Regions from separate parts of the Mus musculus genome. Here all the other regions are linked to region 1. The links are chromatin contacts, called in public Hi-C, HiChIP or PLAC-seq, Micro-C and promoter capture Hi-C maps. All regions are on one chromosome and are shown on one strand. The core of a region is the stretch at or near the end of the contact, and the rest is flanking DNA. Distances in the headings are between cores, read along the strand shown. Region 1 holds the start of Rtl6 (retrotransposon Gag like 6). Region 2 holds the start of Sult4a1 (sulfotransferase family 4A, member 1). Region 3 holds the start of Pnpla5 (patatin-like phospholipase domain containing 5). Region 4 holds the start of 5031439G07Rik (RIKEN cDNA 5031439G07 gene). Region 5 holds the start of Samm50 (SAMM50 sorting and assembly machinery component). Region 6 holds the start of Parvb (parvin, beta). Region 7 overlaps Parvb (parvin, beta).

Region 1 (3,430 bases), core at 691-3,190:
CCCAGGAGAGGTAACCCATCTCCCCAAAGGGGCCAGGTAGGTATGTAAACACAGTTCATTTGGCATTGAAATGACAGATGATGTCATGGTCCAGAGGCTTGGCTGAGTCTGATTGAGAGGTCATCCTCCTGTGAGGCTCTGCTCCTTGGGACTGGAACATGTGTCCACATGAGACCCGAAGCAGTTGGCCACTCCTCGCCAGTTCTTCAGCCTGGGGCAGCAAGAGCTGTAGGGAGTGTTCCAGGAGCTGAGTATCCGTGAGCTGAGCTCGCAGAGGTGGTCAGCCTAAATGGTTCCTGGGCAGGCACATGCCCAAGGGGCTGTGTTGTGATTGCTGGAGAAGCTGGGATTGCAAGCAACAGAAAGGGGGAGCATGCACTGAGTCGCGGGTAACGCTAACAAAACAAATACACGCCGCACAGCGGGGTGGGTGACCAATGCCGATGACAGGATGGTCTCCCGTAGACCAGAGAGGCGTGAAGGGTGCCTCAAACAGGGCAAAGCTACTGAATTGACAACTCTCAACAACGGAGTCTAGCTACCTGGGTGGACACAGACTACCAGGGTGGTGGCAAGTCCTTAAAGGTTCCGGCCACGAGAGGGCAAGGCTGGTGCGGGATTGGTCCCGTTGGAGGCTGGATGCACCGGGCAGGATCCTGTGCCAGCTGCGGCCAGTTGGCGACACAACATCTGGCGCTCCCGCTCTCGCTCCCGCACAGCCCTATTGGACGCGGATGTCTTCCGGATTTGTGCTCGCCTTGAGTGCCTCAGCGGGGACTTGTAGGTTCTGCGGAGCTCAGCCAGAAACCCCTGGTAATTGTTTCGCAAAGGGCTGTCTGGTTGCATGTGGGGGATGGCCCACTTCTCCGCCTCCCCAGTCAGACGGGATACCAGGAAGGCCACTCTCTCGGCTTCACCGGGGAAGCGGGAGGCTTGAAAAATCATGAACCTGTCCATCTGCATCAGGAACCCTGCCAACTGTCCAGGGTCTCCTGAGAAGGGTTCAGGCAGTGAGGTGGGTGGCGTGGTCATGGGTCGGGTCCCATTGGAGGTGATGGCAGAGATAGGTGGAGTAATCTGTAGAGCGCCAGGGATGCGCGCTCGGGTGCGCAGCAGAGTTAGTTCGGCCATCACACTCTCCAGCATGTTGGTGAGGTTGGCCTTCTCCGCCCTCAGTGTGGAGGCCTCGCGCCTCAGCGCGGAGTTGGTGAGGCGCAGAGAGGTCAGGGTGTCAACTACGTCATCCATCTGAGCGCTGGCACCAGGGGCAGAGGCTGGGCTTTCAGTTTTGGAGGTCCGAGGTTGGACCATGCTGGCGGCCAAAGTTAAGCCACAGGTACCTGGAGAACCAGAGCGCAAGGCCTTGGATGCTGAAGCAAGCCTGAGGACGCTGGTCCTGTCCTGGATGCAGTTCCTTTCTGCAAGCTTCGCAGGATCAAAGTGTGGGTCGCTGGCTGGACCTGCCCAGGCCCTGAAGGATGCTCGAGCTGGATAGCCCTTGTAGAATGCATAGGCTGGATCTGCCCAGGCCTTACGAGATGCGCGGACCTGCCAGACTTTGCAGGATGCACCTGCCGGAGCTCGGGCTGCGGATGCAGGCACTGACCACCGGTGCCATGCGACCACCCGCGCGTGAACAAAGGCGTCGGCACCTGGGCTGGCCCAGGCTGGGCGGCGTATGTACCTGTCGCTCCGCTGCTCCCTCCGCTGCCAAGATGGCCCGAGGGTCGAGGCCGCGCCCGGCCTGTACGTCACGGAGGCCGCCGGAACTGCTTTCCGGGCAGCGGCGGCGGGGGTGGCAATTCCTGCGGGGCTGGCTTGACCTGGTCCCGGCGCTGCGCTGCGCGGTCACCGCGCGGTCTTTGTGCAGGCGCGGCCAGCTAGACGGCCGCTGGGAACCTGGCAACTGGGCCAGGGCCTGCTGGTTGCCATAGAGACCGCTCGCTCTCGGAGCAGCGGCCGGGACCTTGCCTTCCGGAAGTGACGCACCTGCGCCTTTCTCAACAGCCTATTAGCGAGGAGCTTGGCTTCTGCCAGCTGAAATCTTGGAAAGATTAGCTTGGAAATTAGATAGTCTTGGAAAGATTATCTTCTTTACGATTCCTACCCAGGCCGCTCGCGGAGCCTCTCAGAGACAGTATCTTTTTTTTTTTTTTAAGTGAGATTGATTTTTCTTCCTGTGATTTGAACACCATTCGCATGAACTGTATGATCATGGTAGCAGATCTTGACAAGAAAACTATTTTTTTTTTTTTTTGAGGCAGTCTCCTGTAAACCAGACTGGTCTGGAAAACTCAGAAAGTAGCCAGAAATGACCTTGAACCTCTCCTGCCTCTACATTCCCCGTGGTGGATTGTGGGAATTCAATACTGGCTCTGAACCCACAATGTAGCCAAGGATGACTACGACCCTCTCATCCTTCGGTTGCCACCCCGGGTGTGCTGGGGTTACTTGCTCTGAGTGCCATAGCCCTCCGTGCACAATGTTGAAGGTTAAACCCAGGGCCTCATGCTTGCAAGCATGCCACCACTGAGCTGAATCCCCATCCTTGGAAACGTCTTTCAAAAACAAAGCAGAAACATTACAGTTCCCCTCAGTGTTCTACACGCGCGCGCGCGCGCGCGCGCGCACACACACACACACACACACACACCATCTTGTTCAATAGTCCACCATTTTCCCATTAGTATCCTAATAGGAAACATTGACTTTTGTGCCTTGTAGATGGTCATGTCTCCCTAGTCACATTGAATTTTGAGATTTTCCTAGGGGAGGTAATACAGAAGCATGTCTTTCTATTATTGCCTAGGGCTTCACCGAAAGCCTGTGCTACCTTTTACTCCTGCCTGCCCTCTTGATAGATGGCCAACTTACCTTACACGCTGAATTTTGTGAGCATAGTTTATGTGAGTCTTAGCCCCTTCCTCTGACAGTTGTTCCTCATGGTCAGTTCCATACTGGGATAAACTGGGAGAGACAATACCATCTGTGAAGCCCTCCTATGATGCAGTCTAGCGAGAGTGACTGCAGGTGGGAGACAGACCTGGGGTGGAGATGTGTTCATTCGGTCTATAGATTTTGGTCTTGGAGTGAGGGATTGTGGCTGAGGGTATCCACACTATGAGAGTGTTATAGAATCTAATGCTGTGCTCGTGAGGGGTGGCCCCTGGAAAAAAAATCACACCACACTACAGACCTGGTGTAAGGAGGTTTATCTGGGGGAACAGAGGGGAGTGAGGACATGGAGAAAGGTTAGAAGGAGAAAGACAGGAGTAGAGCCATGGGGGCAGAGAAGGGGGGCAGAGGAGGACAGAAAGGAGAGATAAGCCAGCCAGGAACACATGGGAGTAGAGAGAAATGGAGAAGGGAAGGGAGGGAGAAGGGGAGAGGGAGGGAGAGGAGAGAGAGAGAGAGAGAGAGAGAGAGAGAG
Region 2 (3,430 bases), core at 262-2,761, 450 kb before region 1:
CTAGCCTGGCTACTCCCTCAGGTATCCCGGGTCAAAGGCCCTCCCCAGCTCCTTCCTCAGTAACCCAGGCTCTGGCCCTTTCCTCCAGGAACTCCATTACAATCCCAGCCACACCCCCTGGTCCTAAGGGCTCTGAAAACCAAGTCTCCCACAATTCCAGGGTCTAGGGAGGGAACTAGAATCTTCTTTTACCCACGGGCACATTCATACCCTTTGTAGCGAGGACACAGCCATGATGCCTCCTTAAGTACCACCCTGAGGCTGGGCACCCAGCTGAGAGGCAGGGCATACATGAGCCATAGGGCCACAAGGCCCTGGGTTCATCCCAGGCACTAAACCAAAAAAGACAACACCAGGTACAGCCACTAACCCAGATGTGGAGCACCCAGCGGAATGACCAGCACATAGAGAGTTCTCCAAAAGGCAACCCTAGCTAAAGCCAGCAGGGACCCAGGGGTGGGACTGTGGGGTGGTTGCAGCCTCACTCAGCCTGGCTTGTCTCCTGACATGCCTTTTCAGGACAGCCCAGCTGGCTGTATGCCCAGTGGTGGGTCAGTGCCTACACCTGGACTTGACCCCAGGGCCTTTGCACCCCAACTCCTCCCCTGAGAGCGCCCACCACTCTCTGTGAGGATGATGGGCAGCTGCCCAGGAAACCCGGACTCCACCCCGGGAGATGCCCTGCTTATATTTTCTCCTGTAACCGCCTGCTTGGATACCTCGGGGTGATGGACACCTTCTCAACTACCTGAGCCTGCAGGACAATGGTCACAAGGACGCCCTACAGGGACAGGAGAACCGGCTGAGCTTGTCCTACAGACCCCAGAAAAGGCACCACACAGCCATCTCTACACCAGGCCTGGAGAACTGAGTGGCTCAGATCTCAGCCCAGCTGTGTGACCTTGGACAAGCCTCCTCCCCTCTCTGATCCTCTGCCTAGAAGCTCTACCTTACACGGCTGCTGGGGACCCAGGTGCCCAGGTCCCGCCTGGTGACAGTCGGCCTGTAAACAGCATACAGGGGCAGCGGAGGGCGGTCCCATCCCCCACAGAGCCCACACTGGAGGCGCGCCCACTGCCCTCATCACACGGGGAGCCGGACAGGACTAGGGCACAGAGAGGCTGAGCGACCTGCCCAAGGTCACACAGCCGCGCGAGCGACCGGTACGGCGTGGGGTTCCCGGCTCACCTGACTTGGGGTAGGTGACGATCCACACGTCGCTGGGCCGCACGGGGAAGTCGGCGATATCCTCCATCTTCCCGCGGCAGAAGGGCGGCAGCCGCACGCCATGGAACTCGAAGTACTTGCTCTCGAACTCGCCCGGGGTGCCCGGGGTCTCCGCTTCGCTCTCCGCCATGCCGCCGCCCGGCCCGGCCCGCAGCTCCAGGGCGTGACGTCACGGCGCCGGCGCGGGGCTCCGCGGGCATGACGTCATGGCCGCACCCACGCACGCCGCGCCCCTGACGTCGGTTGCCGAGGCCCCGCGCCTGCCGCAAAGGTGCGTCGGGTCCGTATCACTGCCTGTCAGTCATGCGTGGCAGGTCAGGGTCCCCACACCCTAGAGCAAAAAAGGAGGCGTCTGCGCAGACCCAGGGCGAGCCTCGGGGTCCGGGAAGCCGCACCTCCAGAAGCTTCTGATGCCAGAGATGGAAGAGCCCGCATCAGAGCGCGGCTGACAAAGGCAGCGTTTAGAGAGCCTGCAATCAAGTGCCAGAGAGAACTCCCCCCAGGAAGAACCCCGGCAGAGAGGCCCCAAGAAAAGAAACCCAAGACAGAAAACCTCCAGGCAGAGAGGACTCCCACCCCCACCCCACAAGCAGAGAAGACCATCAGCAGAGGATTCCCCTTGCAGATAGAAACCCCAGAGTGGGCCCTTCCAGGCAGAGACCAGACGCTTGGCAGAGAAATCTCCAGGCTGAGAAGAGGCCCCCTCCCCGAGGACACCCCAAACAGAGGCGATCCCCCCTCCTCCAGAGAGGAAACTCCCATGCCGAGAAGACCCTCGGCAGAGAGGAACCCAAGAGTGGACATCCCCGCCCCCAGGCAAAAAGGACCTCAGGTAGAGGGGACCCCAGCAGAGATGCGCCCTCAGGAAATCCCCCAGAGAGGACCCTCCAGGTGGCGCCCGCCACCTGTCCAGGTCCCATCCTTGACAATGGGAATCCTATTTCCAGGAGCCACATCTGGGGAAAGCAGCTAACAAGAACCCAAGGGTCTGGGAAACCCCTTAGGAGTAGAGCTCCTCCCTCTCGGGAAGCCCTGGGGTCAGTTCCCCAGCACTGGAGAAAAGGGAAACAGACAAACAAAAGTTGGGCTTGCGGCACACTTGTGATCCCAGCAACTGGAGAGTGGAGACAAGAAGATCAAGAGTTCAAGGCCAGCCTCGGCTACATCGTGCATTTGACGCTAGCTTAGGATACATGAGAGCCTAAGAAAGGGGCAGAGAAAACTGTCTCCTTTTTCTCTCTAGCACGGGAGATGCACAGACCTGTCTGGATACAGAGAGTAGGTATGGGACCTTCTGGTTTTCCACACTGAAGGGCATCTTGGGGGAGCAGTTGGGGTGACACAAAGGGGCTCTGGGCCCCAGTAACATTGTTTCAGGTGCGATCCCTGAGAAGTGAAGAGTAAGAGGCAAGGAAGAGCCCCTCTGAGTAAGAAGAGAACATATAGACCGGAATTCATGGTGCTAAGAATGCATCCTGGAGCTGACAAGATGGTTCAGTGGGTAAAGCGCTTGCTGCCAAGCCTGACAACCTCAGCTTCACTCCTGGAACCCACATAGTGAAAGGGGAATACTCCCACAAACTTACCTTTGACCTTCACATACACATCAACTTGCATACTAACGACACACGAAATAAATGTAAAATGTGTTGCTTTTTTTTCTTTTTTTTTCCTTTTTTCTTTTCTTTTTTTTTCTTTTCTTTTATTTTTTTTTTTATTTTTTTTGTAATTTTAAAGAAAGCGTCTTGGCTGTGTCAGTCACGGCTTCACTCGGTTTCAACGCAGTGGACAAATGCTGGAGGCATCTGAGGTGTTAGCAGTGTCCGCACTGAGCAGAATCCTGCCACAGAGGGGTGGAGAATGTATTTCTCATGCGTGATGAATGCCCTAGTCTGCTCCCGTTTGTTTATTTATTTATTTACTTACTTACCTGTATGGGTGTTTTGCCTGGACATATTCTGTGCACCTGGTATCCAGGAGGAAAGAGGATACACTCTGGAGCTGGAGTTACAGACAGTCAGGAACCCCTATGTGGATGCTCGAAGCCACACCCAGGTCCTCTGGAAGAGCAGCCAGTGTTCTTAATCACTGAGCCATTGCTCCGGCTCCCTGATTTGCCTTTTTATTACCGTGTTGAATGCCTGACCCAAATCAGCATGGGCAGGAAAGGGTTTATTTCAGCTCACAGGTCCCAGACCATCAT
Region 3 (3,430 bases), core at 636-3,135, 430 kb before region 1:
CAACTAGGCTGGGAGGGGCAGGGCTGGGCAAGTACTGTAGCTCCCAGGGCACACAGAGCCTTCCTGACCTGACAACCCTGAAGAGTATTGCTCCCCCTGTCCCTGGGGGAAGCAGACACAGGCCTGGCTCCGATGTTTGAGATGTGAATTTCCCACCAATGCCTGCGGTTCGTGACAGCTGAGATTCGCTGAGCACCTTGTCCAGGTGAACACACCAGGACAGCTCTGAAGTGCCTCCCTGAGCATCAGCCCACAGCAAGTGACACCCCCTCAGGTACACACTGACAACCAAACACCTATGTTCCAGTAGACAGGGGCCCTCCTGAGTCAGACTGTCCTAGAGTCGGGGACAAGGCACCAAGATGAGAATGAGTCTATCTGGACCTCAGCATCAGGAGCAGATGGGACAGATGCCATGACAGGAAGGGTGGGCAGAGCTACGCTGAGGGACTCCAGGACTCTACACAAGGAGTTGAGGCCTTCCAGTATGGAGACCCATATTCCTTCAGAACTTTGGCCCCACTTTCCTTACCCCCTAAACCTATCAAGTCAGAAAGGCTTCATTCCTTCCCTGCCTTATTCTCTTGGTTGAATTTCACATAGGCCCTTTCCCAATCCCTTCCCAGGAGGTAGGCTCAGTAGGTATAAGCCCTGAGAAGGTAAGGTGTTTCAGATGTGCCCAAGCCTGGCAAAACCCCGCAGCATACAGCAGTGCCCACACATATTAGATGCTCTCAGGAAACAGTTTGCTCTGGCAATCAGAAAACGCTTAGGAAAGAGGGGTGAGCAGGACAGGGCAGACACCTGTGGACCGAGCAGCCTTAGAGGTCCTGACTGTGAAAGCTCCTCAGTCTACCCCAGGTCTGACAGCACCTCGGGTTCCTCTCCACCTCAGCCTCTACAGAGCCTTGGACTCAGGCCAGTCTTGGATACAGTCTAGCTACTGCTCCTCCCCCTCTACACACACACACACACACACACACAAACACACACACACACACCCCTAGACTCAGTCTATTATTATGTGGACTGTGTTCCCCAAGCCCCAGGTCCCAACTGGCTCACCTGGATGAATTCATCCCGAGTGGCAAAATCGGTGACTATGAAATTCTTGCCATCAGGCCATCGGGTCATGGAGATGCCCAGCCTCTGGGAGGCTAGAATATGGCAGTTGTCAGGAAGATTTTCATACAGCTTTTTCCTGATGTGTTCAGCGGGTCCGTAGGCCGGATGGAAGATGCCCAGGCTCAGCCGCTCCACAAGTTTCACCAAGTCCAGGAGATTGGAGCAGGCAAAGTCTGCAGGGCAGTGGGAACTAAGTAAGACCTCAGTGACCTGGGACCACTGAGGGCCACCCGTACCCACCAAAAGTCCACTTCTCTCAGGGATGCCTGGGAATCAGTTCTTTAACATCTCTGCCCAGTCCTGGTAACCAAAACTCTCAAAAACAAAACAAAACAAAAACAAAACCAAAACACCTTAGGGGTAGTACCCCAAATCTAAAGCCAGGATCCCATCTTTAGAGATAGAAGTGACTGCAGGGGTCCTCAGATTCAAAGGCTGTAAAGCCCCAGGGACACATCCCTCAGCGCCCTTCGGGAGTCCTTAGACCCTGAGAACTTCCTAAGTACCTGCAGACTTGCCAAAGACAATGGCCATGGCATTGAGTGCCCCTGAGGAGGAGCCATAGAAGCGGCGGGCACCCTGGATGAGGCGAGGCGCTCGCTGTCGCAGACACTGGGTGACACCCACGTGGTAGAGGCCCATGTAGCCAGAGCCTGAGAAGGACAGGTTCCAACCTCCCTCTGCCTCCAGGAAGTCCATAATAGGGTGCTTGGGACGCGGGGCTGCAGACTCCTCAGCTGGAGCTCAAAGGAAGGAACTGTGCACTAGGGCCCCAATGTGATGGGACTAAGCCGGGATGGGGATGGAGCTCCGGGAGGCTGAGCAGAGTGGCTCCGCCCTAGGCTGTCAGCTGTGGCCCTAGCAAGTGAGGGGTTGGTGCAGCCACCCTCTCCACGTGTACACCAGGCATTACATTACAAGCCTACACGATTCCCAATTACACTCACCTAACCTCCAGGTGTCTGCATTTTGAAAGAGGGAAAGAGGCACAATCAGGAAGGACTGCACCTAATCTTCAGGCCAGAGGTCAAGGACCAGCACCGTAAGTGGGAGGTGAGAGGCCTGGGATCTAGGCTCTGCAAGGAAAGGTTGCTATAGAACAGTGCCTTCAAACACACAAGATCTCTCCTCTCTGCAGTCACGATGGGAAGTCGCCTGGCATGGACCAGGCTCTCAAATGTATATTTCTGAGCAGGTGAGATGATAGGTGCTACACAGCCAAGTCATCATGGGGAAGTCAAGCCAGACATGCCATGAGGGTCAGGGGAAATGAAGTGCACCCCAGGATGCCAAGAAGAGGAAGATAGCAGCAGTATGTGGGGTAGTGAGCAAAGAGGACTCCAGTAAAGAAGTGGGGTGAGTGGAACTCAGCGGGACACACACTGAGCATGGGAGACTCTTGCAAGTAACCAATAAGGAAAGAGAGCATCACACTGCATGCTGCCTGGTGCAAACATCCCCCCTACAGGCTCGCCTTCCAGCCACGTGGCTCATCCGATAACAGCGCAACCAACCCTGACCACCCCAGTTCTACCCCCCCCCATATCCATGGCCAAAGCAAAGTACTGGCTCCTGTAGGTTGTTCTCTGACCTCCACACATACACCGCCCACACACACTAAGATAAACACATTGCAACTTAAATGCAAACCTCACTCTGTGGTGTAAAAATAATAAATGTAACTATTAGAAAGGTCGCAGGTGAAGTGTCCTAGAGGGCGTGACTCTGGGGAGTCCCCGGTGATGGGAGGTGGAAGGAGACCTCACTGTACCCAGGGGCTGACAACAGGTGGGTGCTTTGTGGCTGAGCTAGGCTTAAGCTCCATTCAGGGGCTCCCTGCACCAGCCCCATTCCAGCAGCCAGGAGGGGGCAGCAGGCCTATGCCCGTAAGTCCTCTGCAGGGCAATGTGATGTAGCCACCTGGAAGGAGCACCTGGAAGCTGGTTTCCAGGTGAGAGTCTGAGGACCAGGTGGGTCAGGCAGTGGTGGCGCACGCCTTTAATCCCAGCACTTGGGAGACAGAGGCAGGCAGATTTCTAATTCGAGGCCAGCCTGATCTACAAAGTGAATTCCAGGACAGCCAGGGCTATACAGAGAAACCCTGTCTTGAAAAACCAAAAAGAAAAAAAGAAAAAGAAAAGAAACCAAGGATCAGGTGGGGCTGGAGGGCAGAGGTTAAGGACACACCTTTGCAACTGTACACTGTGGCTGTGGTGGTGTCACCTGCCAGCAGCCTGAAGAGGTTCCTTCCTGTTTAGGGACTCCTCGCAGATAAAGCCAAGTCCTGATTTCACCACAACAAGCA
Region 4 (3,430 bases), core at 249-2,748, 430 kb after region 1:
TTTTGGAGAAAAAAACCCACTAAAATCTGTGTCCTTATCTATACCCCCAGGTGGCTGTACCTGCCTGACAAGAGAACTTTGCTGAGGTGAGCTGGGCTAGACCCTGCTGCCTAAGAAGGCCAGGTGCTAAAAAAGTCTCCTTCAAAAAAAAAAAAAAAAAAAGAATTGAAATTCACTTCTGCTTTTCACAGAGCCTCCCGGGCGTGGCCTACCAAGGGACCCTGAGTTCCAGGTGTTACCCTCTCCCTCTGCTACTGTGGTCCTACCAGGGTACCAGGGTACACTTCCACTTTGGAGCACTGACAGGATCTAGAAGGCTGTTACTTCCCTCAAAGAGAACTCAAGCCCTGACAGGGAGGTGGGGGTGAGGGGACACAACATAGAATGAAGTCATTCCTTACATGAAGAAGGGAGGGGTCTTTTTTTTTTTTTTTAGAGAAAATGACAAGCCCAAGATTATAGGGGAGGGGGTTTCTGCCACATGGTTCTGGGCAAATGTATCAGTTATGCATTACCTCACATCCAAGACGACCCCACCCACACCTCCCAGGCCCTTTCAAACAATGAGACACCCCCACCCCACCCAGCAGCTGAATGACTCCTTAGACCAGAATCACACCCGGAGAGGCTGTAGCAAATCCCTGATTCCAGTGCTAAGTAGGTGGGTCAAGGGGCAGAGGCCCAACAGGTCCCTTGTAGAGCTAATGGACAAGAGGACCTTTAGGTGCAGAAAGACAAAGGCTACAGCAATCAAGAGCCGCGGTCTTCCATGTGGGCTGGGGAATGTGGTCAGGGCACACTGCCTTGAACTCTGAACTCAAGGGCCTCCCAAAATCTCACGCCCACACTCCCTGCAGCAGCAGTGGGGCCCCCAGATCTTCCAGGAGAAGGAAGAAGAGTTAAGGAACCACGAAGAGGAAGAAGGAGCTGGGACAGATATCCTGGCGGTCAGAGGAAGATAGGGACGCGGAGACACAAGGATCGGGGTTCTGTGGTACCAAAAAGACACTGAGACTTGGGGTCCCGAAAGACAGAGCCCAGGGCGGTGGGGATGCACGGAGGGCAAGGAGCACAGGGGGACTAGCGGAGGTGGACTCGCGCGGACACTCACGCGCGCGCCCGTCCCCGTCACTCACCCAGGCCGCAGACCTCACGGCGCAGGCTAAGGCGTCCGCGCTCCTCGGCTATGGCGCGCAGCATGTGCTGCAACGAGCGCTCCTCCGCTTCGCTGCTGTCCACGGACTCCCGGGAGGCGGCCGGCCCAGCCCGGAGCCCCGCGGGCGCGGACGCCGAGGCACAGGCCCTGCCCGGCGGCCGCGCGGAGGCCATGCCGGGCCCCGGCTCATCGCCCGCGCCGCGCCCGCGGGGGCCACCGACACGCCCCGCCGCCCGTGCCCCGCTGCCGCCCGCCGCGAGCACCAGTGAAGCCACAATCCGCTTTTGTGTGCGTCGCCGCCGCCGCCGTCGCCACCGCCGACCTCGGAGCACAGCGGAGCACTGCGATCCTCAGCTCCGCCACCGCCCGCCCGCGCGCGCTCGACACCGCCCAGGCCCCACCCCCGACGCGGGCCCGCCCCCAAACCCGCCCTTTCCCCGCCCCCGACACGCAAAGGCCCTGCCTCATACTCCTAAAACTCCGCCCAGATCTCTGGGCAAGGCGGTGAGTCGTCCCTGGTCCTGGCCCCGCCTACTTCCTTGCGACCAGCTGCTGCCAACTTCAAAAGCCCATCGCGTCCTCGCTCCAACCTGTCGCGTGACGTTCTCGTCATCTCATTCCCACACCTTCCTTGGCCTGCTGACCTTCCCTGCTGCCCGTGTTCCCCAACCCTGAGTCCACTTTCTCCCGCCCCCCGCCCCCCCTCCAGTAGAGTCACGCCTCTGAGCCGCCCCCTCTGCGCCTCACTGATTTTGCGCTTTGTCACCGCCCTGTGCATTCCCTGAAGCCTCCAGCACACCAGCTCTGCTTATTTCTGTCTGAACCTTCCAAGTAGGTTCTGCTAAAAACTTGCTTCACAAAACTCAACAAGAAGTTACCACCTCCTTTCGGAGGTCTCCTGGGACGCCTCAGTTTCCTCTGCTGAACACTTAGGAAAAGGGGTCAGAGAGTTGCTTCCTGTCTTAGCTCCTGTGCTGACTAGAGGCCAGAGGTGGATCAGATCAGCTTGCATGTGATCCTAATTAAAGGCCAAGGTCCAGCTGGGCATCCATCCCTGTGCTAAAAGAGGAAGATGCAGGGAGCAGCCGCCAGAAGCCACGTTCTGAACTCACTCGGTGGTCCTTTCCCAGGACCAGGGTAGGTGACCATGCACTGCTGGTCTCAGCCAGTTACATTTCCAGTGTCAAATTCTCACAATCATGCTAAGCATAAAGTTCTGTCTGCCCCGACTCTTCTTCACCCTGTCTGGGATACCCTTCTCCTAGTCTCCTGTCTCCTTTGGATCCCAGTGTCCTCCAATACATTTCCTCAAAAACAAACAAACTATATCTTGCCTGCCTCCTGTTCTATTATTCCTAGGCACAGCATCCTTACCACTCCCCTGACATCACACTGCATAGCTGTAGGAGGCGTCTCAGAAAACCAGCCCCTTTCCCTTGGGCTTCCCAGTCCTCAGAATGGTTTAAGCCTCCCGTCTGTGACATTGCACCATGGCAGCTCTAACTAAGACACTGTGTATTCCTCAGGCCTGGCTTCTGACAACTGTATTCCCAGCGCCCAATAAATGCAGGCTGTGTGATGGAGACTGGAGAGAGGCCTGCTGAGGAAGATTGTCTCTAAGGAAGGTGGGGTGGGACCACAAGGTGTGGAAACCACTCCAGAGCAGGAAATTGGCAGCTTTGGCATACTGTTCAAGCCTTACCTGGGATTTGTACCGCTCCCCTGAGATGCTCAGGGTAGGGCTTGAGTGACTAATTCCATGGTCCCAGAGCAGTGGTTCTCAACCTTCCTGATGCTGGGACCCTTCAATACATTTCCTTGTTTTATGGTGAGCCCCAACCATAACTTACTTTTGTAGCCACTTCATATCTAATTTTACTAGTTATAAATCATAATATAAATATCTGTGTTTTCCAGTGGTCTAGGGTGACCCCCATGAAAGGATCATTGAACCCCACAATGGGAGCTGAAATGACACACAGGTTGAAAACCATAGTCCTAGAGTCAGGCACAGGAGGGACTCTGTAAAAAGGTACGTATCTCGGAAATTACTGGCCTTTGTCTCCTCTCCCCTGGGCCTGTGGCCCCATCTATTAATGAGGACCCGGTGTGAAAATTGAGGTGACAAGCTGTGAGTCTGGAGAACTGAAGTTTGGCTGTGAGAACGAGGGAAGGGACCAGCCCTCAGACAGCATATGTGAGGTCTTAGACTGGCAGTGGTACTCTTCTCTGTTTCCAGGGAAACCGCATCACTGCCTACACATCCACAGTGCC
Region 5 (3,430 bases), core at 234-2,733, 370 kb before region 1:
GCTTGAGACAGGGTCTCTCTGTGTAGCCCAGGCTGTGCTGGGGCCATCTATGTAGACCAGGCTGCCCTCACCCAGCTCTGTCTTTGGGAAGGAAAGTAGCTAAGTACCCTAGATTGCGTTAGGATAGGAACATAGCAATTATTCATGAATCCCTGCATGGTGTCAGGCTCAGATTCACGGGAACATGGGCCCCATCTTTGCAGATGCTTAACGAGAAAAAGGTCAGGAGTGTCCCGGAAGGAGGGGATGGAAAAGGAAGCTAGGCTTCAGTGGTCAAGTGCAGTGGTGTCAGGTTGACTGCAGGTCAGAGGACAGGAACCCCACTCTATCTTTAGTAAACTGCAGTTCAGAGCTACCAGTGGCTTTTATTACATTATTCTTTTGAGGCACAGTAACTGTTTCTGCTACCAAAACACAAACGCACAGCTGTCTTTTTTGTTTATGTAACCGTCCTCACCTGAACACTCAAGAGAGCTCCATTCATCTTTTAAAAAATATGAATCTGGGGCTGGTGAGATGGCTGAACGGTTAAGCGTGTCAACTGCTCTTCCAAAGGTCCTGAGTTCAAATCCCAGCAACCACATGGTGGCTTACAACCATCCGTAACGAAATCTGATGCTCTCTTCTGGAGTGTCTGAAGACAGCTACAGTGTACTTACATATAATAAATAAATAAGTATTTTTTAAAAATATGAATGTGGGTGGTGGTGGTCCATGCACCTTTAATTCCAGCACTTGGAGGCCAGGGGCAGATGGAGCTCAGTGAGTTCGAGGCCAGCCTGGTCTACAGAGCAAGTTCCAGGACACTCGGGCCTACACAGGAAAAACCTTTAAATGAAATATAATGTCGCCAGGCAGTGGTGGCGCACGCCTTTAATCCTAGCACTTGGGAGACAGGCAGGCGGATTTCTGAGTTCGAGGCCAGCCTGGTCTACAGAGTGAGTTCCAGGACAGCCAGGGCTACACAGAGAAACCCTGTCTCATAAATAAGTAAATACATAAATTAAATGTCATACACATTTCTGAGGAGTCTGGGAAGGCGAAATTTATTCACTTCTGAGAGTCTGTTCGCTCCTAACACCATGTGGGTCTGCAGGATTGAACCAAGCTGTCAGGCTTGGAGGCAAGTATCTTTACATACCGAACTCTCTTTAAAGACGCCTCCACCCCATCCTCAGCCCAGACCCTTTTTACTGGACCCGTCGGTTCCCGGAGCACACACTCTGTCTTCCTTGCGCCCTTCTGCTCACACCTTAGAAGTGGAACTGAGGCTCCAAGGACTAGACCGGGGTAAGCCCCCATACAACGAGGAGCTCAGCTCCGTTGCCTTTTCACGGGACCAGCTCTGCCCATAACCGCAGCTTTCTGGGCGTCACTGAACGCTCCACGCTTGCACTGGGCTTCCTGGCGTTCTTGTGAACATCCGGGTCACTCTCTCATACGGACCAATGAGCGGAGGGTCTTGAGTCAGGGGGCGGACCCTAGGTGGTACAACATGGCGGCGCTCGGCACGCAGCTTCCGTGACCTGTAGCCGAGCCTCTTGTGTTTGTAGCTGAGTTTGGTTGGGCGCGGGCACCGCCTTGGGGCAGCAGCCGGAGAGGGAGCCATGGGGACAGTGCACGCCCGGGTGAGAGGCCCCCGCGGCGGCTGGGCGGGACACGCGCGCCTGGGGCAAGGGCGGCAGCGAGGGTGTGGGAGCTGCTTTGGGCCGGAGGCTGTCTGTCGCGGTCGGGAGGGCAGTGGTGACTTGCCCAAGGTCATTCAGCGGAATTTCCCCAGGTGACCTTACAGCACCAAGGCTTGGAAGAAGGGTTTGTCAGAAGACAAGACACAACAAGTTATTTTGCAGCCTTGTTTTACAGTTTCCAGTTACTATTATGTGCACCAGTGTGTGCGCGCGCGCGCGTGTGTGTGTGTGTGTGTGTGTGTGTGCGCGCGCACTTTGTGTGCATAGCCCGTGGAGGCCAGAAGGGGGCAATTGATCCCCTGAAACTGTAGTTCCAGAGAGTTGTGAGCCTCCTTATAGGTGTCAGGAACCACTCTGGTCCTCTGCAAGAGCAGTACCTGCTGAACCCATCGCTCCAACCCAGCACTATTGCTTAAAAAGGGGTGTGTGTGTGTGTGTGTGTGTGTGTGCATGCATGTGGAGGTCAGAAGACAACAGCTGGAGTCAGTTTTCTCCTACTTTGTGGTGTGGAAACTGGGGAATGGAACTCTGGTGATTAGGCCCTAAGGGGCGAGTGCCTGTGCCTGCCGATCTGTCCTCACTTTTGAGTTGGCTTTCATTGAGTTGGCAACCTGGAATTGGGCAGAATGAGCTCCCTCCCCATAAATGGGCAGAGCAAACTATAGAAGACCCTTGTGCTGTCTCAGCATCTCCTCCATCCCTATTTCTGACTTTGGCTTTGTAGCCCAGGCTAGCCTCATATTAGTAGTCTTGTCTAAGCTTCTGACGAGCATGTGTCAGTATCTCGGGCAAGCACTCACTGAGCTATATCCATAGATCTCTTCAACTATTTTCCTTCACTAGGCTGTCAGGGCCAGCCTGGAGCTCAGTCTGTAGTCCAGGCTGGCCTTGAATTTGGAATCCTTCATACCTTTGAGTAGCTGGGCTTATAGATCCAGTAGCTAGGCATGGCACTACACACCCTTAATCTCAGCACCCAGGAGGCAGATACAGTGAATTTGTTGTGAGTTCAAGTCCAGCCCTGTCTATGCAGTGAATTTTAGGCCAGCGAGAGCTATATAGTGAGGCCCTGTCTAAAAACAAAACAAAACAAACACTACGTAGTGAGAGAATCCCCATTGGTAAACAGGTCCTGGAGGATACTGAGCTGTGGCAGAAGTGTGAACCACAGTGACATCTGCCCTCCAGATTGTGGGGCTGGTGGCCTCTGGAGGACTTTGTGTCATGCTTTGCCATCTTAGGAGGGACCATTGGAACTTTTTAAATAATAGAATGCAGACTTTGCCCTTACAAAGCGGATTTGCCAACCGTTGGATTACACATGGATCCACATGCACATTCCTCCTCTGCCTGATGTTTTCATACTTGGCAGACGTTAATAGTGATTTAAGATTACTAACAGCAGGAACCCAATGAATAGTGACGTGAAATGATGTCTTGTCTGTCATCCTTGGTAAGTGCCCATATTAGCGTGGAACCATTGCCAGCCCGAGTACTAGGGCTCTAGGCATGCACCTGCCTTTTTCTTTTCCCCTCACTTAGTAAAAGAACAAAAGAAAATTGCATTTAATCAGTATCCCATGAATAGGAATTGAGTACCAAAAAAGGGAGAAACTGTCTGAAGTCACAAAATTCTAACATTTAAGAGGTATCCCTTTGGACCCGGACATGGTGGCTGTAATTCCAGAAAGTTGGGAGTTGGAAGCAGGAGGTTTAGGGCTTCCAGACTGTTCTTGGCTATG
Region 6 (3,430 bases), core at 298-2,797, 330 kb before region 1:
CAGCTGCCAGTTAGGTTTTAGTTAACTCTAGGCGTAGTCAAGTTAACAACCAGGAATAGTCCTCACACCTTTTTATTCAGTTTGGAGCCCAGCTCCTGGGACTGGGGGTGGGGGGTGGGGGGTGGGGGGTGGGGGTGGGGTGCTGCCCACGATTGAGACCTGGTGTTGTCTGTCCCTCCTTAACCCAAAGGAGATAGATAATCCTCTGGGTACATCCAGAGCTTTGTTTCCAAGGTGATCGGAGTTCTCCTCCGGTTGACAATCAGATTAACCACTGTCACGTGGGATGCAGGGAGTTTGTATTTCTGAGATTTCCGGGATCCTGGGGTCTCAGGCTCCCTGACAGTTATGAGAGGGAAGTCAGCCTGGGAAAGCCAAGTAAATGTCCCGTGCTGCCAAAGAGGGGTGTGCTTTAGTAGAGATAAGAGCAGCCAGGAACTGGGCCAGGGTGAGAGATGCCTGGCCCAGGTCTGTGAGTTTTCTTCCTATCATAGTGGAGGGAGGCAACACTTTTATCTTGGTCTTTGGAAACCATCCTTCCCTAGCAACTCTCTCTTCCCTATTTCTTCCCAAATCCTGGCCCTCTCTGATCCTTCTCCTCCTAAGGGGATCCCCACTGTGCCCATCCCACCCTTGGCTTGTAACTCTTTAGATACTGGGCACCCCATTCTCCATGACAAATCCCAAGGAGAGCCCAGGCACATCCTAGCTGAACAGCCAGCTTGGCTACACCCCTTCTGCCAGCGTCAATATTTCCTGCACTGAACTGAAACCGCTCGCCAGAAGGAGCGAGGCTCTGAGCCAGTACAAAGGGAGAAGGAAGAAACACCTCCCCCTCACACACACCCCCCTCCCAGCAGATTAGGTGCTGCCTGCGCCCCGGCCCTGATAGCTCCTATCTCTGCTGAGCCACGCAACCACCCTTCTGCTGGAGCCACAGGCCATTTGGTTTTCCCTCTGCCTACGCCTCAGTTCTCATGCTGCCTCTACCCCGCAGCGTCTCTAGAAACACGTTCATTTCGCTCCTAGTAAACCTCCCTGCCTGGTCCCATCCTTGTTCATCATCTACTGTTCCCAAATCAGCAACAATCAATTTTGTGCAACACAAACCTGGTCATGGCTGTTAGCCTAGCATCCTTCCCTGGGGCCTGCGCTCTTCCTCCGGGTGCCCATGCTGCCCGGATTCTTCCAGCCCGTGGCTCCCATGGAACTCTTTGGCTGGGCTTGCCTTGGGGGAAGGGTCACTGTGTATGAGGCTACTGTCCCACAAAGGCACCCACTACACCCAAAGCATCGACTCAAGGGATGCCCTAGTCCTGCGCCAGGATTCTGGCAGAGACTCAACATCTGACCGTACATGTTTGTGGGACTAATTGATTCTGGGCTTCCAGCACGGTGAGGCTGCACAAAAGGGGGCCGGTCGTGCCTGGCACTACGCGCAGGGTCCTGCTGTATTGCGGGCGGGGGAGCTCAGCTGCAGCACCGGGACCTCGGGGTCAGTAGGCAGGGGCGGGGAAGCCGGGGCCGCGCCCTCCTGGCCACTCCCCGGCCGGCGGTGGGTGGCGCGCACTCGCTTATGTCCTCCGCGCCACCACGGTCGCCCACCCCGCGGGCCCCCAAGATGAAGAAGGACGAGTCTTTCTTGGGCAAGTTGGGCGGCACACTGGCAAGGAAGAAGAAGACCAGGGAGGGTGAGTGTGCCCCTGCGTCCCTTTGGCGCCAGCCGGGTGCCAGCGGTGTCCCCCGTGTGTCCGCTCCCTGCCCGCCTCGGCGGCGCCAATGAGCCCTCCTGTCGCGCTCAGGCTACGCGACCTTTGGGACAGGCCGGTCCCTGTCCGTAAGACATTTGCAGTGCTGGCCCAGTGCATAGGACGTGCGTTCTGCTCTGGACACAGGCCTAGCAAGCTACTGTTCCTGTGCTCATCCTTGTCGTGTGACACTCTCGTCACAGTGATTGGACACATGCTGGTAGAGAGGACCGGCTACTGTTTGCGTGATGCCTGCAAGCATGGCTCCGTCCCTAAGCTGGGAGTCAATGAAAGGGCACAGGACACACAGGCCAGGAGCCTGGGGAAGCCTGGAACCAGTGCAAGGGCAGGGGGCGGGGGGGAGGGGCGGGGGGGGAGGTCATGCCCCCTGCGCAGGAAAGTAATTTTAAAACGACTTTTTACTTTCAAAACTTTTAAAAAACAAAACTGCAAGGGATGTAACTTCTCCGCCTCTGGCCAGAGCCCTAAGGTACCGCAGTTCCCTCCCCTCCCCTCGCAGAAACATTCCTGAATTTTCTATTGTTTTGTCCTGGAGGCTCTTGCCCTTGGGCTGAGATTCCGGCAGCTCACGAGGAATGGGAGGGGCTTTCTGAGAAAGGACAGGTAGAAAGAAGCTTCAGAGACAACACTTCCTGGGGACCCCCAAGTTAGGGTGTGCTGAGGGTCTCCTCCAGCCACTGGAGCCACACTGACTCCCAGAAAGCCTGGGCCTCCAGGGCAAGCCCTGCCTAAGAGGTGACTGATAATCACCCTGTGGGCCCAAAGGACCGGCGTGAGGTATTTACTCATAAAGGGACCTCCAGGTCCTAAATTATGGGCAGACTCATTCTGGCCTTTCAAGGTGTCTTGAAAGGCAGGGCATGTGGGGAAATGCTGAACTTCTTTGATAGAACCGGTGAAGACACTGTGGGTCCCACATTCTGCCCAGACTTGCCTTCCCAGGCCTTCAACCCCAGAATGCCCTTTACCAACCTAGATTGTCCAGGGGGCAGGCAGGCCTGGTCTTCTTCCTAGGGTTTATTGCTAATCAAATGGGCTCTTCCCCTCTCAAGTCTTCCATTCCAGACCCTTCAGGTTGGCCTGCATCTCCATCAGTATCCTAAATGAGACCGAAGTCCTTGTCTCCCTTGGTCACCCACTGTTGTCTTTGGTTTCTCAGTGCCGACGTTGCCATCCTGCCTAGAAATCTATTTTCTTTTCAGGAGTTAGGACAGTGGCAGACCTGAGTTCTTTCCATCACCTGTTTTGTTTTGTTAAATTTTGTTTTTGTTTCTTTGTTTTTATTTTTAGTTTTTTTGAGACAGGGTTTCTCTGTGTAGCCCTGGCTGTCCTGGAACTCACTCTGGAGACCAGGCTGGATTCAAATTCAGAAATCGGCCCGCCTCTGCCTCCCAAGTGCTAGGATTAAAGGTGTGCGCCACCACCGCCCGACAGTTTTTGTTTTTGAGCTGGCGTTTTGCTGTGTCTGGACTCAGCCCTGGGTTCAAGTGATCCTCCTGCTTCAGTCTTGCCTGTGTCAGGAACTGCAGGTGTGTGCCAGCCTTTTGTGGCTTACCATATGTGTGACTATGATGTGGCGTGGATACGTCAAGGCCTTGGAAAGAAGGGGAGAGGCTCAGTCTTCCAGGGCCCTGGGAATGGGCGCCACAGTGTGGAAGCCT
Region 7 (3,430 bases), core at 633-3,132, 300 kb before region 1:
AGACAAAGCTTCAGGAGGAGGGCGGCTTATGGGGCTCAGCTGTGGCTGCAAAGGGCAAGCAATTAGCACACCTCCGACTGCTCCTGTGAAAACTATTAAATGGCCAGGCAGTGTGGAAAGCTGGAGGTAGCCTGGTCCCCAACTGCCTTCAGGCCAAGGCTGCTGGGTAAACCTTCGGAGAGGCTAGCTCAGGGGAGGTGGCTTCAGGTGCTGCGGGTGGCCGTCCTGTGGTGTCTGCCCATAAAAGCCAATGCCTGTTGGGAAATCTGTTTTCTAGAAGACCCCCCACCCTGACCTCTGTGTCAAGGACCAGTGGCTGCCTTGCTGTGTGGATCAGGGAGGGGCGGTGCTCTCTACAGTGAGGTCAAACAGCTCTTCCTTTCTGTCTAAAGTTCTGCTGCTGAGTGACCCAGGCTTGTCTCTTTCAACAGCTCTTGAAAGGCCAGTGGGAGAGTCTATCTGGATGTGCAAGGCTTCTGGTAGCCACCCTCCTTGTTTGTTTTTTTCCTTTCTGTCTTTTTGAGACAGGGTCTCTCTATGTAGCCCTGGCTGTCTTGGAATTCGCTGTGTAGACCAGGCTGGCCTTGAACTTACAGAGATCTGCCTGCCTTCGGAGTGCTGGGATCAAAGCAACGTGCCCCCCATGCCCTTGTTTGTTTCTGTAGGACTGTGGCAATGAGGCACCAGAACCTCATTAGTTAGAACGGGAGTCTGTGTGTTGCCTTACAGCCCTGAACGTCATCAGTCAGGATCAGGGCTGGGCTTTCCAGCCTTCTGGAGGCTTCGATGAGTTTTCATCTCTGACCTCTTCCAGTTCTGAAAGGACCCGTGCTGTCCCCGCCATCCCCCCAGCCATCAGCACACTGCATCTCCCAGTCTGTCTCTGTTCCAGGCTTCTCTTCCTGCCTGGAGACCCCATGGGGTTGCTTGTACTACCCAAGCTAACTTCAGTATACATTCATTTTTTTCATCACAGAAGGGGAAGCACCATGCAACCATAAAAGATGTAGGAGAAAGAGGTCCAGGGAGTTACAGCGAGAATCCCCAGGCAGGAATGATGGCAGATGCCTGTAATCCCACTCAGCAATTGGACCAATGAGGCAGGAGAAGGCCTGTGAGTCTGAGGCTAGCCTGGGCTACGTATCAAGATTGTTCTCCAAAGACCAAAATAGGGAAAATAACTGCAAATAAATGATTGATTAAAGCTGCAGATTGCTGGCCCAGTTGCTCCTGAACTCACTGAGGATTAGCCAGCTGTTCTCTGAGCAGTTTGCTCTCTGCCTGATGCCCTGAGGAGCCAGGAGACAAGCAGGTGACACGCCTGCCCTTTACAGAAGTGATGGCAGCTAAACCTTTGGCGCAGATGTGCCAAACTGTGACAATGCCTCGAAGAAAGGAGCTGTCAAGGGAGGCCAATGTGTTGGGGAAGTGCGTGGGATCCGTGGGTTCCAAGAGTGTCAGGGGCAGGGAGCGTGTCTACATAGGCTCTTAGCCCTGGCTCCTCATCTGCCAAGCTTGCAGAGTCCAGTGCTAGTGTTCTGAGCACCCCTCCCCCCGTCCCCGCCCCCCAACCCAGGTCTTTGCTTTTTATCTCAGCCAAAGAAGATTAAACTGGACCTGCCTCCCGAACGAAGTCTCGTCAGACAGCCATAGTACAGATGACCACTAGAGGGCGCCATGTACATAGCGTTCCTGCTCTCAGCCCAGTTTGGGGGCGGGGGGAGTGGTTCTCCCCGTGGCAGGTGTACAGTAGAGCTCTTTTGTTGTTGTTGTTAATGGCTTAATGATTTAATCTTCTTATTTTCTCAGCAGAACCGCTTTGGACTTCTGGGTATGTGGGAACATTACCGATCAGATTAATTACCGCTGGTTCCACAGCTGGGAAGCGGGCCTCGCCGGCTCCGCTGAGGAGTGACTCTCCTGCTGCCATTTCTGCTCTCATTCCTGTTCTACACAGTGCATTTCTCTATCTGTATTGAGCTTGACCAGGCTTGTTCTGCCGCTTCGAGCGACCAGCAGATTTCATTCCCAGTCTGCCTTGGTGAGCAAGCAACCTGTATAGCTTTCTCAGAGGGATGGCACGATGTGTGTTCACCACCGGCAGGGAAATCTGCATTTTGCTCTTTTGCTGTTTATTTGTTTGTTTGTATTTGGGGTGTTGCACGCTCTTCTCTCTCCGAATTCTTCTGCACCTCCCCCCAACCATGATTAAAATCACTTGTCGAAAGGCAGTGGAATTGATTGAAAGGAAGTGGGATCAAAAGCAACCCTTCCTAAGTTGGGGACTCCAAGGCTTGCGGCAAAAGGCCTGCTGTGTGGCCTGGGGTTAAGAGTCATTGATCATCAGCACCTGAGCTGAGGGTCTGAGCCAAGAGAACAGATGATGATCAGGGGAGCCCTTCTGTGCGGGGCTGGGGTGTAGGGTGCAGCTTCAAAAGCAGGGAATCAAGTCATAGGGCTGAAGTCCTCTAGACTAGCCAGTATGCTGTGTGACTCTGCAGTGGTGACACTGGCTGGACATGGTGTCACATACTGTAGTCCCAGCACTTTGGGAGGCCCGAGGCAGGAGGATTGAGAGTTCCAGGACAGCCTGAGCCACCGGGCTGGCTAGTTTTATGACAACTTGACACAAGCTATAGTCATCTGGGAGGAGGGAACCTCAATTGGAAAAAGGTCTCCATAAGGTTGGGCTGTGGGCAAGCCTATTAGAGCATTTTCTTAATTAGTGATTGATGGGGGAGGGCAGTGATTAGTGATTGTGGGCAGGGCCATCCCCAGGCTGGTGGTCCTGGGTTCTATAAGAAAGCAGGTTGAGCAAGGCAGGGGAAGCAAGCCAGTAAGCAGCACCTCTCCATGGCCTCTGCATCAGCTCCTGCCTCCAGGTTCCTGTCCTGCCTGAGTTCCTGTCCTGACTTCCTTCAGTGAGGGACTATGATCTGGAGGCATAAACCAAACCAGCCCTTTCGCCATAGCAATAGTAACCTTAACTAAGACAGTGTCCAAAAGGAAGGACTAGGGACGTAATTCAATGGCAGAGCATTTGCCTAGTGTGTGTGAGTCCCTGGGTTTGACCCTAGCGGCAACCTGGGGTACCTGAAGTTGAGGTTCCAGCAGTCTCTGACCTTCCCCAGTGGCCTGTGCTGTTTGCTGGCCCTCACTGCTCCATAGCTGTGGTCCACACTTCCTTTCCCCCTGGACTGGGCCTGCATTTTCAGCTTTACCACAGCCCTTTGAGCTTAGATGGCCCTGAGCCTCCCATAGGCACTGTGCTGGTTTGAGTCTGACACCTGCTCTTTGCAGGGACTTTGGAGGGCCTGTGCCTCTGCAGCGTCGTCTGCAGCCAGGGATGAGCCATGCTTCATCCTGCTTATTCCCGTAGCCTTGGTGTGCATGTGCGGAGATCTTACAACCCACACCTCAGGAGCCTGGG

The links. Promoter capture Hi-C pulls out the DNA fragments that hold promoters and counts their contacts. A called contact is a pair of places that touch in the nucleus more often than the background predicts. HiChIP or PLAC-seq counts read pairs in DNA pulled down with a chosen protein or histone mark.
Region 2: a promoter capture Hi-C map of hematopoietic stem and progenitor cells shows a contact between it and region 1, with 4 times the contacts expected there. The contact joins the promoter of Sult4a1 here to the promoter of Rtl6 in region 1. A contact is called at or near these places in 11 of 39 promoter capture datasets (HPC-7-derived erythroid cells, the SN4741 cell line, cranial neural crest and 5 more), 1 of 484 Hi-C or Micro-C datasets (embryonic stem cells), 3 of 115 datasets of contacts at active chromatin or transcription factors (embryonic forebrain, embryonic stem cells and neural tube) and 5 of 9 other capture datasets (adipose tissue, embryonic stem cells, liver and 2 more).
Region 3: a promoter capture Hi-C map of embryonic stem cells shows a contact between it and region 1, with 5 times the contacts expected there. The contact joins the promoter of Pnpla5 here to the promoter of Rtl6 in region 1. A contact is called at or near these places in 14 of 39 promoter capture datasets (the 3T3-L1 cell line, the C10 cell line, the HPC-7 cell line and 8 more), 1 of 484 Hi-C or Micro-C datasets (bone marrow-derived macrophages) and 3 of 9 other capture datasets (adipose tissue, embryonic stem cells and macrophages).
Region 4: a Micro-C map of embryonic stem cells shows a contact between it and region 1, with 5 times the contacts expected there. The contact joins the promoter of 5031439G07Rik here to the promoter of Rtl6 in region 1. A contact is called at or near these places in 1 of 39 promoter capture datasets (stem cell-derived epiblast-like cells) and 1 of 484 Hi-C or Micro-C datasets (embryonic stem cells).
Region 5: a Hi-C map of B cells shows a contact between it and region 1, with 16 read pairs. The contact joins the promoter of Samm50 here to the promoter of Rtl6 in region 1. A contact is called at or near these places in 12 of 39 promoter capture datasets (the 3T3-L1 cell line, the C10 cell line, cranial neural crest and 9 more), 3 of 484 Hi-C or Micro-C datasets (B cells, CD4 T cells and bone marrow-derived macrophages), 7 of 115 datasets of contacts at active chromatin or transcription factors (acute myeloid leukemia, astrocytes, bone marrow-derived macrophages and 3 more) and 4 of 9 other capture datasets (adipose tissue, liver, macrophages and 1 more).
Region 6: an H3K4me3 HiChIP or PLAC-seq map of embryonic basal ganglia shows a contact between it and region 1, with 5 times the contacts expected there. The contact joins the promoter of Parvb here to the promoter of Rtl6 in region 1. A contact is called at or near these places in 15 of 39 promoter capture datasets (the 3T3-L1 cell line, cranial neural crest, embryonic stem cells and 9 more), 1 of 484 Hi-C or Micro-C datasets (bone marrow-derived macrophages), 11 of 115 datasets of contacts at active chromatin or transcription factors (bone marrow-derived macrophages, craniofacial prominence, embryonic basal ganglia and 7 more) and 3 of 9 other capture datasets (adipose tissue, liver and macrophages).
Region 7: an H3K4me3 HiChIP or PLAC-seq map of embryonic basal ganglia shows a contact between it and region 1, with 5 times the contacts expected there. The contact joins the enhancer-like site here to the promoter of Rtl6 in region 1. A contact is called at or near these places in 9 of 39 promoter capture datasets (cranial neural crest, embryonic stem cells, frontonasal cranial neural crest and 4 more), 2 of 484 Hi-C or Micro-C datasets (bone marrow-derived macrophages and cerebral cortex), 9 of 115 datasets of contacts at active chromatin or transcription factors (bone marrow-derived macrophages, cardiomyocytes, embryonic basal ganglia and 6 more) and 4 of 9 other capture datasets (adipose tissue, embryonic stem cells, liver and 1 more).

The regions. Positions count from the first base shown.
Region 1 is chr15:84,555,883-84,559,312 of GRCm38.p6, forward strand. Rtl6 (retrotransposon Gag like 6) reads right to left here and starts at 1,941. Exons shown (of 1, transcript NM_177630.4): 1 at 1-1,941. The coding sequence starts at 1,311. The coding sequence ends at 580.
Region 2 is chr15:84,104,243-84,107,672 of GRCm38.p6, forward strand. Sult4a1 (sulfotransferase family 4A, member 1) reads right to left here and starts at 1,512. Exons shown (of 7, transcript NM_013873.3): 1 at 1,189-1,512. The coding sequence starts at 1,357. Gm46526 (a long non-coding RNA gene) reads left to right here and starts at 599. Exons shown (of 2, transcript XR_001781726.2): 1 at 599-2,509.
Region 3 is chr15:84,121,290-84,124,719 of GRCm38.p6, forward strand. It overlaps Pnpla5 (patatin-like phospholipase domain containing 5), which reads right to left and starts at 1,886. Exons shown (of 10, transcript NM_029427.1): 1 at 1,632-1,886; 2 at 1,066-1,298. The coding sequence starts at 1,824.
Region 4 is chr15:84,986,473-84,989,902 of GRCm38.p6, forward strand. It overlaps 5031439G07Rik (RIKEN cDNA 5031439G07 gene), which reads right to left and starts at 1,499. Exons shown (of 10, transcript NM_001033273.3): 1 at 1,137-1,499. The coding sequence starts at 1,200. It overlaps Gm39558 (a long non-coding RNA gene), which reads left to right and starts at 1,563. Exons shown (of 4, transcript XR_875533.1): 1 at 1,563-1,660; 2 at 2,683-2,984; 3 at 3,074-3,188.
Region 5 is chr15:84,190,757-84,194,186 of GRCm38.p6, forward strand. It overlaps Samm50 (SAMM50 sorting and assembly machinery component), which reads left to right and starts at 1,484. Exons shown (of 15, transcript NM_178614.5): 1 at 1,484-1,628. The coding sequence starts at 1,608.
Region 6 is chr15:84,230,496-84,233,925 of GRCm38.p6, forward strand. It overlaps Parvb (parvin, beta), which reads left to right and starts at 1,548. Exons shown (of 13, transcript NM_133167.3): 1 at 1,548-1,691. The coding sequence starts at 1,577.
Region 7 is chr15:84,258,834-84,262,263 of GRCm38.p6, forward strand. The region is part of intron 1 of Parvb (parvin, beta); the gene reads left to right. Among named protein-coding and RNA genes, the nearest start is that of Gm33723, 21 kb to the left of the region's middle. Within about 2 kb of position 1,883, at least 25 of the 459 cell types and tissues checked have an H3K27ac peak or open chromatin away from gene starts, as enhancers often do. A contact at or near this core is called in bone marrow-derived macrophages, cerebral cortex, embryonic basal ganglia and 2 more, where this site is marked.